3 separate regions of the Drosophila melanogaster genome follow, and regions 1 and 2 are each linked to region 3. A link is a contact called in public Hi-C data. All regions are on one chromosome and are shown on one strand. The core of a region is the stretch at or near the end of the contact, and the rest is flanking DNA. Distances in the headings are between cores, read along the strand shown.

Evidence for each region. Hi-C and Micro-C count contacts between places; a contact is called where the count stands out from the background.
Region 1: a contact with region 3 is called in a Hi-C map of the Kc167 cell line, with 2.7 times the contacts expected there. The contact joins the promoter of swa here to the promoter of pcx in region 3. A contact is called at or near these places in 3 of 107 Hi-C or Micro-C datasets (the Kc167 cell line, embryo and wing imaginal disc).
Region 2: a Hi-C map of the Kc167 cell line shows a contact between it and region 3, with 3 times the contacts expected there. The contact joins the promoter of Coq7 here to the promoter of pcx in region 3. A contact is called at or near these places in 9 of 107 Hi-C or Micro-C datasets (the D17-c3 cell line, the Kc167 cell line, the S2 cell line and 4 more).

The regions. Positions count from the first base shown.
Region 1 is chrX:6,362,959-6,367,315 of dm6, forward strand. swa (swallow) reads right to left here and starts at 2,750. Exons shown (of 3, transcript NM_078505.4): 1 at 2,368-2,750; 2 at 1,347-2,186; 3 at 460-1,258. The coding sequence starts at 2,638. The coding sequence ends at 723. Marf (Mitochondrial assembly regulatory factor) reads left to right here and starts at 2,991. Exons shown (of 8, transcript NM_206635.3): 1 at 2,991-3,113; 2 at 3,675-4,205. The coding sequence starts at 3,899. It also overlaps the pseudogene swaPsi.
Region 2 is chrX:6,768,831-6,772,841 of dm6, forward strand. It overlaps Coq7 (Coenzyme Q7), which reads left to right and starts at 2,395. Exons shown (of 3, transcript NM_143710.3): 1 at 2,395-2,543; 2 at 3,397-3,893; 3 at 3,957-4,011. The coding sequence starts at 2,540. sov (small ovary) reads left to right here. Exons shown (of 7, transcript NM_132120.2): 6 at 1-223; 7 at 298-1,882. The coding sequence ends at 1,467. shf (shifted) reads right to left here. Exons shown (of 8, transcript NM_132121.3): 6 at 3,175-3,270; 7 at 2,907-3,104; 8 at 2,633-2,829. The coding sequence ends at 2,786.
Region 3 is chrX:2,223,396-2,227,212 of dm6, forward strand. It overlaps pcx (pecanex), which reads left to right and starts at 1,901. Exons shown (of 10, transcript NM_001272254.2): 1 at 1,901-2,468; 2 at 2,511-2,832; 3 at 2,887-3,817. The coding sequence starts at 2,316. It overlaps CG14052, which reads left to right and starts at 359. Exons shown (of 3, transcript NM_001272252.1): 1 at 359-473; 2 at 543-610; 3 at 865-1,574. The coding sequence starts at 456. The coding sequence ends at 1,270.

The DNA of each region.
Region 1 (4,357 bases), core at 1,500-3,999, 4.1 Mb after region 3:
AAATTTTGAAATGAAAGCGTATGAAGTTATAACAAAAGGTAACGTGCACAGAAAAAGTTCCCTGTATATGAAATATGTTTGATGGGAATATTTCTCCTAGTTTAGTTAAGCAAGTTAAGAGAGTGGGATGGGGAGGGGGAAAAGCTTCTTACCATCGACATCCCCATCATAGTCGTCCTCATCCTCCTGATCGCGACCCACGGGATCGCTTACGCATGTCTTGGCGCTCTTGTTGGCCACATCCGCATCAAAGTCCGGATCCGCGTAGCAGATCTCCAAAAATGCGAAATGGTGCGAAACATTGGTGACGAATGCTGAAGCTCTGCGTAATTGAAACTGCCAGTGTGGCCGAAGTCGCAAAGCAGCCACTGTCAATGTAACTGAATCTGCATGGGATTCACATGATTTCAATACATGATATATCAACCCGAACAAATCGGATATAAATGCAAGTGTGCAAAATTTTTTTATTAAAACAAGTACAAATTTGCTTGGATAGAAATAAATAATACGTTTCACTACACAATTCGCCAAAAAGATTATTTTCCTTTGGAGGAAAGTTACTAACGAATTTCAAATTTGGTTATACATGCACATATTGGTTAACTGAATGCTATGGCATTAAAAATTTGGACTAATTGAATCGACATAACGCGACATAAAATAACAGGATATGATAATACATACAATAAATAAATAAAAGTGGATGGTGGAAGGCTGGACTAGCGCTGGTTCCTTTGGTCAACGAACTCCTCCTCGGGCATCGCAGGCAAACCATCCTTGTATGTGACATTGCTGCGGTTCAATGGATCACCATTACGGCAGCGAACGCAGGGCCCCAGGAATCGTAGCATCCGACTGCCCAGTGTCGTCCTTTTACTCCTAAAGTGGTCATGCGCCTCCAAATGCGACATCGACATCGAGTGGACCAGCAGACGCGTCTGACTATCGTTGATGCTCTGATTATGAATGGTGTCATGGCTCTGATTGCGCCCCTGACTGATATTGAAGCCCATCACCTCGATGACTCGGTTGTTGCGCTTGTCAAAGTAGTACATGCCCTCATGCTGGCCCCATTGCCTGGGCGAGATGAGCTCCCCCTGTTGTTCCCACTGCCGCCTGGAGCTGGGTCGCTCCTCCTCGTGCGCCTCCACCTCGATGGCCGAGTCGTTGCTGCTCGGCTGGCTGGTTTCCGAGTTGTTGGGCGCCGGGGTTCTTCTGACCAAGGCCCTGGATGAGGTTTCCACACGATGTTCGCCTTGAATAGAAACCAACAAAAATCCATGTTAGTCAATCTTATTCGAAATAATCTACAGATCTAATAAAATAGCATTGCGATTGCTTACCACTACCGCTGCCATCAGCTTCGGTGCTAACGCTGCTAAAGTCCAAAGATTGTGGATGAATCGCGCGTTGGACCTGGACGGGATTCTGGGCCACTCGGGCAGAAGGCGCCACACTGAGCAGTGCCAACTCGATGGATCCTTTGCTGCTGTTGTAGGTCAGGTCGCCCAGGGGATGGGGTGTGACCAGGACGTTTCCGGAGGCGGGTATGGTGTCCACCAGGAAATCCGTTTGAGTGGCCTTGGCACTGGTCGCCGATCGAATGTGGTACATGAAGTGGTGCTGTGAGTTGTCCTGCTGGCGCCTAAGCTTCTGCTGGCATTCGCTTAGCTCGGTGCGCAGGGTCTCGAAATTGCACTTCATCTTCACAAAATCATCTGTCTTTCTGTCCAGTCGTTCCTGGACATACTCGTTGAAGCCCTGCAGACGCTTCGCTTCTACTCTCAATGAGTTGATCTTTTGCTGCAGGCTCTCGTTCTCGGCCAGCAATCGATCAAAGCTGCTGCTAGAGTTGTTTGAATTGGAATTGTAATTCGAATCGGAGTTGGAGTGAGTCTGGCAGTTTTTGTCCACCTTGAAGTCACCATCATGGACATACACCTGCTGCAATGTGGGCGTTAGACTCTCCGGCATAGAGTTCACTCGCTGGAATCCGGCGAACTTCACATTGCGTCTCTTTTGGTCCTGCGCCTGGATCTCCGCTATGTACTGGCCCACCTTGCTGGTCACGTGCTGGAAGCGGCGCTTCGTGTAGGCCGAATGGATGTCCTGGTAAGAGACCGCCTTGCTGGAGCGCCCGCTGCCCAATGGAGCCTTCTCGCAACCCAGTTTATGATCATCGCCTGGTTGAATAAGAAAGGATACATGTTAGCACTAGCTAATTGACTGTGCCCATTGAATGAAGTACCCATTATACATCGAGACATGGAAGTACCAAAATTATACATATATGAGATATGTTTGATGGGAATATTTCTCCCATTGTAGTTAAGCAAGTGTAGAGAGAGAGCGAACACTTCTTACCATCGACATCCTCATCATAGTCGTCCTCATCCTCCTGATCACGACCCACGGGATCGCTTACGCATGTCTTGGCGCTCTTGTTGGCCACATCCCCATCCGCATCAAAGTCTGGATCCGCGTAGCAGATCTCCAAAAATGGCGCTGTATCCCGCTCGAAGACTGCGGGCTTATGGTGCTCCGCGAACCAGGTATTCCTGGCGCCACTGCTACTCAAATTGTTCAGCTGGTCAAACAGCTCGTCCGTCGGAAAACTCTCGTCCTGTAGACTCATCGCTTTTTATGCGGAAATCCGAAAAGCGGGGGAAATAATACAATTAACACGAGACACAAAATTACACGCGGATTCCAATTGGAGCGGGAAAGGCGCCGTTACATTCTGGCTAACTGGAAACTGGCTAGTGTGACCATTTCCAATCAGTGAAAATCATTGTCAGGGTAAATTCTATTTTTAAATTAGACAAAATTTAAATTAGACAATAAAAATAAAAATAAGCTAGGTGGTAGTAATTGAAAAAAATTAATTTCAATTAAATATGGCAGCGAATTGAAAAAATACCATATTAAGCTTTCGACTGGCATAAAAATATACTAGACATGGGAAGGCATAAAAATGCACTAACGCCGGATGTCAGCGAACAACATGAGTTGGTCACCTTAACGTTACATCATGTGCATTTAAAAAAAATTAATAATATTAACTAAATTTCGTGAAATTGCTTCTCTGCAACTGGATTCTAGTCGGCAATGTACGGTTATTGGAAGTTCGAACCACGCTTTCCACAATTTGCCATTTGAAAACGCATCAGCTGAGGGGCAGCAATTAAAAGAATCGAACAACCGGAGAGGAAAATAAATACAAATATAAAATAAAACAAATACAAATATGAGCGAGAGTGGCATTAATCAGGTTAGTTGATAGAGCGAGAGGGCAGATTAAACTTTATCAACTCGATTTACGCACACAGATGTAAATTGTCAGAAAAAAGAAAAACCAAAAACATTAGATTATTATACTTTTTTCGCCTATATTTGTTTGCAGCGCAATTGGACCACGTGTGTGTGTGTGCGTGCAATTTGCGTTGCGGTATTTTCCTTTTCGCCAAATACAGTGCACTCTCGACATAGCGAACAACAAATCAATAGTTTATGTTCTCTCTAAGATATACTTAGCAAACACATGCTTGATTTTGTAGCGCACATTTTGTTTAACACTTAAACCACTCAAGTTGAGCTTATCTGGTGCGCACTGTATTCAATCGTTTTGTTTTTTCTTTCGTGTCATAATTTTTCATTTAATTTCGTTTCAGTTTTATGACGTTGATTTTTGAGCAAATACCCCCAAAAGCAATATAACACACAATAAACAGAGATAGTTAAGTTTTGAGTTTCGGGTTGGCGGCGAAGTTGCAGAAGTTGGAAGTCTGAACAACCAAATCCCCTGGGCTGCATACCTTTTGTTTTGTATCGCAATTCTCTTCTTCTACCAAAAAACCATCTGCTAAACCGAATCAACCATAAACCGGATCCCGAAATGGCGGCCTACTTGAACCGCACCATCTCGATGGTGACCGGGCAAACGGGCCCCGCCGACGACGACCGTCACGCCTCCTCCACGGACACGGTGGACAAATCCGGACCCGGTTCCCCGCTATCCCGGTTCAACTCATCGCTGCAACAATCCGGCTCCACAATGGCCGCCAATCTGCTACCGGAATCGCGGCTCTATCAATCCAACGACAAATCACCGCTCCAGATCTTTGTGCGCGCCAAAAAGAAGATCAACGATATCTACGGCGAGATCGAGGAGTATGTCCATGAGACGACCACCTTTATCAACGGTGAGTTATGTATTATATTTTTAAAATACCCAACAGAAGCCAATCCTTGAACCTCTATGTTGCATGGTATTCGATAAGAACGATTATGATTCAGTTCATCGTTTTACAAGGGAAATGGTGAAATTTTGATTCTTATCTAACATCTATTGCCT
Region 2 (4,011 bases), core at 1,145-3,644, 4.5 Mb after region 3:
ACGCGGACTGGCAATGGTGCAGTTCGAACGCGTGCTTAATGACATCCCGAACAGCATAAGCTGGGAGATAGGTCGGCCCATCGAAGTGGAGCCTGAGAAGGAGATCCCGAACAATGGGGAGAGTGCATTCCTGCCGCTAAGCCAGAGACAGGTTGTAACGGAAGTGGTGGACCTGCTGGATTCAGACGACGAGGCGGACGAGTACGGTGAACAAGATGACGCGGTAAGTAAAGTGTGGCTGATGCAGGCCCAATTTTCAATTTTGTTTTCCTTATGCTCATTATTATTTTGCTACAGAAAATCGTGGAGTTCGCCTGCACACACTGCGACGGGACAAACACCAACTTGCCGGACCTACGCTCCCAGCACTGGGCCCGCGAACATCCCGACCAGCCCTTCTATTTCCGCGTTCAGCCGATGCTGCTCTGCTCCGAGTGCAAGAGATTTAGGGGCAATGCAAAGGCACTTCGCGAGCACCTGCGTGCGACACACTCTATCCGGAGCATAGTGGCTGCGGACATTCGTCGACCGATGGAGTGCGCTTACTGCGACTACCGCTATAAAAACAGGCACGATCTTGCGAAACACATCAGTGAGATAGGTCACCTGCCCAATGACCTGAAGCACGTAACAGATGATGAAATTGATGCCCTGATGCTGCTCAGTGCCAGTGGAAGTGGTGGGGCTGTTAACGAATACTACCAGTGCGGATTGTGCAGTGTGGTTATGCCAACGAAGGAGACAATTGTCCAGCACGGCCAAGTGGAACACTGCAAGCCCGACGAGCGTTTCTGCTTCCGGCAGCTAGTGTCGCCAGTGATATACCATTGTTCCTTCTGCATGTTCAACTCGACCGATGAGCTGACTACGCTGCGCCATATGGTGGACCACTACAGCCGCTTCCTGGTCTGCCATTTCTGCACACGCTCTCAGCCGGGTGGTTTCGATGAGTACATCCAGCACTGCTATACCTACCACCGGGACGATATCAAATCCTTCCGGGACGTGCACACGTTTAGCGATCTGAAGAGGTACCTTAGTCAGGTGCATTACCAATTCCAGAATGGGTTGATTATCACAAAAAGCAGTCTCCGTTATACACGTTACAAATCCGACAAATGTATGCTTGAGCTAGACGCTGAGCTAATGGCCAAGGCCCAGCGGCCACCCATTCCGCGTCTGCATATCAGACTCAAGTCGACCGGCGTTCAGATGCAGAGCCCCGAGGGGGCTGATGTGGAGAAACCTGTGTCGTTGTTGCGGATCACAAAGCGACGAAAAACGCTTAATCCTGGCGAATTGCTCCGCTCATTCCGCGAGGAGAATGAGGTACAGCCACAGCCACCGGCCTCTTCAACATCGTCGGGGACGGCTCCTTCTCCTGCGGCAGGTTCTGTGTTCAACCTGTTCAAGCGCCGCAACAGTCTCGTTGTCCGCCCAGCAACCAGCAACTTGGATCAACACTAACACCACAACATTATTATAATTTTTTTTTTTTTTTATTTCTTCTGGACCCCATTTATGCATATTTCGTACTAGTTTCAAACTATTTAAGCATTTTTTTTTTAAACATAATTATGAGATCATGTTTACTACATTTGTAAGATCAATAATGATAAGATAGGACTCTAACTGACAACGGCTTCAAATAATTAAACTATTGTTTTAACTGAATCAATTCATGTATTCTGGTATAACATGGCAAGGAATAAAGATGGACATGAACTAACTCTGATGCCAACGCCGTCTGAAAGCTCAAGGAAGCTGGGTTCGGAAAAATCGAAATTGAAATTTGACTGCTGGAATCGTTTAGAACTTTGATACGAAAAGCATTTTGGACAATTAGAACACGCATGATAAGTAAGAATCGATTTTGTTTAATAAAAACGACAGTGCGTCTATCCCAAGACCAGCAGTGTTGTACATACCGGCTTCCTGTTTATCAATCAGTTACTGCGACACTTGTAGAGCGAATCTCATGGTGTGGCGCTAGCATCACGCATTTGAATCCACCGCGCCACAATCTCCTAGCGGGTAGTTACCCGGGACGATTGTGGTAATTTTCATTGAGATACACATAGAATCCGCATTTAATGCTTTATGTTGCATCTCAGATCAATCACATATGTATATACATATATGTATGTAATTTGTGAGTTGCGGCACAGCTGATTGCGTTACTATCGGCTATCGTCGGATGATCGGTCAGGGCTGCAAATGTGTAAATAAATTCGTAGTGTTTTTGATCTAATCAAAACCATAAAGTTGAGATGTTCTATGGTGTTGCTGCTATCATTAAAATAATATGAAAATATAAAATAAATATATGAACAGTTTGAGTCAATGGTCAATGGCGTGACTCACGAACGTGGTGCGATACCGGTGGCAGGCACGTGAGGATGGCCCATCCCTGGATTGGATTGCGCAAAAATAAACAGAACGCAAATTGTTTTTGTGCTCGGCAATTCGGCGAATTGCACTTTACCTAATAATTTATTTATTCAACACAATACATCTCGTGGAAAGCTGCAAATTAGCAATGAGTAAGTAGACTGCACTCAGTGGCTCACAACTGACCCTCGAAATCTTCGCTAGATCACGACGCATTAACTCTTAGATTTTGTTTTTATTTAAAAATGTTATGTTAAATTACAAAAAAAATGTATCACAATTAGAATTATTTTCGTTTCTTCCTTTTGTCGCTGTTGCTGTTGTTCTTGTCGTGCTGGTTTAGTAGAAAAGTGAAAAGTTGATTGAATATTTTGGATCGTGTGCGCCGGTAGCCCTAGAACTTGGAGTCATCGTTTCGGTGGACATGTCGTCGCTTGCCTGAAAACGATGAGATTAGCAAATTTTTATAAGCCCATCCTGATCACCGGACATTCCAGGATCAACGCTGCACTTACGACCGTTGCAGTGGCGTCCATAGAATCCCGGATGGCACTTGCAGTGCTTGTGGGAGACGCAGGTGCCATTGCGACACTTGCAGATGGAGCGCTGCTTGCGCCCGATCTCGCAGTGATCGCCTCGTAGTCCGTTGGGGCAGCGGCACAGGTTGTTCCCGATGCACCGTCCCTCGTTCTTGCAGGGGATCACACACTTGGCTGTGAGGGAAATGGGTGGGCAAAGGTTCAGTGTTTCGCCTCGATAAGAGTTGAGCCGTTTGCTACTCACAGTACTCGCAACGCAGGCCGTAGTAACCCTTGGAGCACTGGCACTTGTCCTTCTGTATACACTTGCCGCCATTCAAGCACTTGTCCTTGCAAATACCTGTTGATTACAATGGGATACTATTAGTTGCGCGCCAGGCACATTTCATTCTTATATAATGCCCAGTTATCTTGCCCCAAGTGTACTTAATCATCGCGTATCGTATCACCCTCCTTTTCTACGCAGATGGAATGCTGAGAAGAGGTCTTAGCCGGCCCGAGCCACGCCTGCTCTCCAAGCGCTATCTAAGCTCAGCAACTGGAGGAGGATCAGCAGGCACGACCGAAGGAGGCAGCTCTGAAACCACCCCGCTGCGTCCACGTCCAAATGCGCTCACAGATGAGATTATACGCGTCGATCATGCCGGCGAATTGGGAGCAGATCGCATTTACGCCGGGCAAATGGCCATTCTGGGCAACGGACCGCTGGGCAAGACCATCGGACACATGTGGGAGCAGGAGAAAGAGCATCGTAAACAGTTCGAGCAGCTCATTCAACAGCACCGCGTGCGTCCAACGATCATGACGCCAATTTGGAACGTGGCCGGATTTGTGCTGGGCGCCGGAACCGCCCTCATGGGCGAAAAGGCAGCCATGGCCTGCACGGTGGCAGTGGAGACGGTGATCGTAGAACACTACAATGACCAGCTGCGTCAGATAATGGAGGCACCGAACCCGGATAAGGTAAGTACCATTTGCAACTGCCCCAAGCAACGGACGAAGTAACAACGTTATATGATTTTGCAGGAGCTGTTGGCCACCATCACCAAGTTCCGGGACGAGGAGCAGGAGCACCACGACA
Region 3 (3,817 bases), core at 651-3,150:
TATATACATAATATACACGCGTGATTTCTTCTTATTTTTAACAGTGCAAATTCCACAATTTGGGGCTAGCCTCCGTCTCGGTAGAGAGTAGTCCTCCTCTGGCTGAAAACCACCCACAATCCATGACACGATGATCGCTGCCATCCGAAATGAATGGAAATTGCAGGTTTTTCACTGAGCAGCCAACTCCGCTGTTTCGCGGCGCGTGCGCAGAAGCTCCACCAAGTGTGGCTCCACCAAAGCAGAGCGAGGCCCATGGCTCTGCCCATATCGTTGGTGGTGGACTGCGTCACGGAAGCGCAGAAGCCGCCAACTGGCGTCGGGGTATTCGTATTCCACCGCATTCCGTGTGCCTGCGCCTGTATAAATAAAATGGTCGCAGTGGGGCAGCAATCAAAGCAGCCGCTTCGTCGGAGCCTTCAACACCTCAGCACCTGGGTCTCAAGCCAAGCGATATGGATAACCGCAGTTTGGTGAGTGGCGACCGGGTATTGCAACTACACAAGGATTACACCCGATATCCGTGCTCCCTCTATTCGCAGCTCCTGAGGCTCTCAATTGTGGTGGCGCTGGTGTTGCTTCTCGTCTGCGTGCCGGAAACGGATGCGGGGTATGGATTATCATGGGGACTACTGGGCCAGATAGAGGATACATCGCGGCACAGGCCCCTTAACTTAAAGCGTCATTCAGATTAACGAACATTTTACAACTTCAAATCATAGAAAGCCAATCACTCTCGCTAAATAATTTCAAACGAACTTAGCTAAAATATTTAACTTAAGCTATATTAATAATCTTCCAAACGAAAAGTGTATGGAATCAAATAATTTATTAGGTTAAAAATGTATTTGCTATCCTTTTCAGGGGCCACCAGAAAAAAAAGAAAATCGTGATCCACGTGCCCATTCACAAGAAAATCGAAACGCACATACACACCGTGGTGAAACACGTGCACCACCACCACAAGCCACTCGTCCTAAAGGAGGAGAAGAAGGTGATCCACGAGGACCACCGACCCATCCAGATTCACCAGACCAAGGAACACATTCACCACCACGAGAAGCACGATCACCATGATCACCACGACCACCACGACCATCATGACCACCACGAGCACCACCACCCACTTCCGCCTCCGGTGGCGCCTCCAGCGCTGCCGGAACTCGAAGAGGAGGAGGAGCACATCCACCACCACCACAACTATGAGCACAGGGGCGGACTGCGAGACGACTTCATTGGCGGTGACGGGAGCAGCAGTGAGGAGCGCTGACTATGCAGCGCCCATGTGGGGGCGCAGACTGACCGGATGCGGCAGACGTGGACCGATCGATCGGATCATCCCGGATTCTTGTGATTCCCTAGATACGTACGCACTCTTTTTGTTTTTTTTTTTTTTCTAGCCTAATGGAAATGTGAACGGAAATAAAGTTAAATCGGAGGAAGGACTTAGTTTTAGAGAAGTGTTAAGGGCAACCAAAGACAAGGTTATTCATATTAGTTTTTTAGCCTTGCCATTATTTACTAAGTTAGGCTCTACGTAATGTTAGTAACGGGGTTTGGTAGTTTTAGCCCTTAAAACATTTATTTCTTTTGAATAAAATTGTACATTCATGGATATATAATTTACTATTAATAAATATGTTTTATATTACACTCAATTAATCGCTGTTAAAACGTATAAAAAGTTTACGAAAATTGAAGGTAATTTCATAAGAAATTATTAAGTTAACAAATTTAATTAATGGTAATGTAAAAAAGTGTGTAAAAGAAAGAAAATTTTAAATTTAAATACCAGACTGCAGTGTTACCATTTTTCCTAGTAATATCGAAGTGCGATAGGGCCCGATAGGTTCGGGCCAATAATCGATGACAGGACAGGCTCTAAACAAAAGAAAAAAATTAAAATTACAGCAGGATTGCGAGCGATATTCGTTTTATCCCATTGCAGCATCATTGAGATCCCGGAAAACAAACAACGGCGTAACGCCAGTCCGGAGTTGGAGTGTTTCCAGAGGAGCCGCAGCATTGTCTCCTGTCCCACAGCTTTCCCTCAAAAAAACCAGCGACTCTGCCTTTGCCTTCCCCTCCGCCCCCGTTCACCACCCACGCTACCACCGCCTCCCAAGGCCTCGCCCGCAGACCACGCCCCCCGCCTGCAGCTTGGCAGGCTTACTCAGCAAATAAACAAACGGAAGAGTGACGAAGTGCAGCGGCAGCAGAAGCAGCAACTCCTACTGTGAGTAATCCGGAAGCTGGAGCAGCAAAAGCGTGGATCCTCATCCATTCGGCGGCTAAGCGATGCAGTATAGGCCACCATGGGTTCACAGACCTTGGAGATTCTGCGCCAGGGCGTGTGGGCCTCGCTGACCGGCGGTTACTTTTACGATCCGCATCAGGGTGTCTTCTGCAACGTGGTGCACCTTTACCTGTGGCTCTACCTGCTCTGCTCGCCCTTCGTGGCCTACCTGGTAAGTAGTGACCGAGTGTAGTCCTAAGTAGTCCGTTCATAGATCTTCTTGCAGTACTTTCCGAGCACTTGGTTGACATGGTGCCTGTATTGCGTGATAACGAGCTTAACCATACTGATGGTAAAGCTGGCCAATCTGGCGCTGCACAGGCTCTACGATCGCGCACAGACCATGTCCGAGGGGAACCTAAAGGGGCAGTTCGTGAAGGTCACCAAGGAAACGGAACCGCGCCACGACGACGAGGGCGGCATCGAGATGAAGGTCATCCGACCGGGCGGCTCACGCATTTCCGGCGAGCAGGCCATTAATGAAGCAAGCGAGGAGAACAGCATCATGTCCATCGACAACGTGAACAGCATTATTGGTGAGTGGTGCTTCTTGTGCACACGTGCTATAGCCTAAGAACTCCTCTTCGCAGATCTCAAGGTCGATGTGCATCGCAAGAACAGCTCGGAGTCCATTGAACTGATGTTCTACGCCCCATCCATGCTATCCGGCGGTAGCCAACAGGATCAACAATCGCTGGCTGGTTCCGCCAGCGTTAGCAAGTCCATTCGGAGTACAGGACCGGGCGGAAACTCGTCCACCAGCGCCGCCGCTCAAGCAGACATGTTCAACAAGTACCTCACTGTCTATCCGGAGGTTGTCGAGGCGGCTGGAAGCAGTGCGGGTAGCGCAGATGGAGGAAGTAGTGGTGGCGACAGTAGATCAGGCGCAGCAGTGAGTACACTGGGACATACAGGAGCGGGAACAGCACCAGCCCAGCACGTACGCACTGGACATCTGTCGCGCAAGTGTTCTGAGGTGTTTAGCCGCCGCCATCGACGACGTCTCGAACGGCAGAGCAGCTTGGACACAGCGGCGGCAGCTGCAAACTCCAACGCGGAAAACAAGTTGATGCGCAATCAGTCGGATACGATAGCCACAGCGGCACCCTCGTTCCTGCACTCTCAGCCAACGAACAAGGCGCGCGGTCAGACCAATCCGCGTCAGCACTTTATAACCAGCGCCCCATCAACAGGAATAGGCGGAGGAGATGCTCCCACTTCATCTACCGCCGTCGTTGTCATTGCCCCCGCCTCGAACTCATTGGTTAATCCTGGACGTTCCTCACGTCTGCAGCGCCACAGAAGTTCGGAGACGCATGACGAGCGGCTGAAGCACCAGAGCCGTGGTGGACTCTTCCAGCCCATTCTTCAACTTCCGCACCACAGTGCAGCCAGCAGCATCGGCGCACTGGCAGTGCTCGGTGGAGGAGGCAATGTTGCCGCAAATGATGTGGAAGACATGGAACTGGGCCTGGTTAGGAATGCGGGCAGCGGCGGAGTGGCGGATGCTTGTAGCCGGGC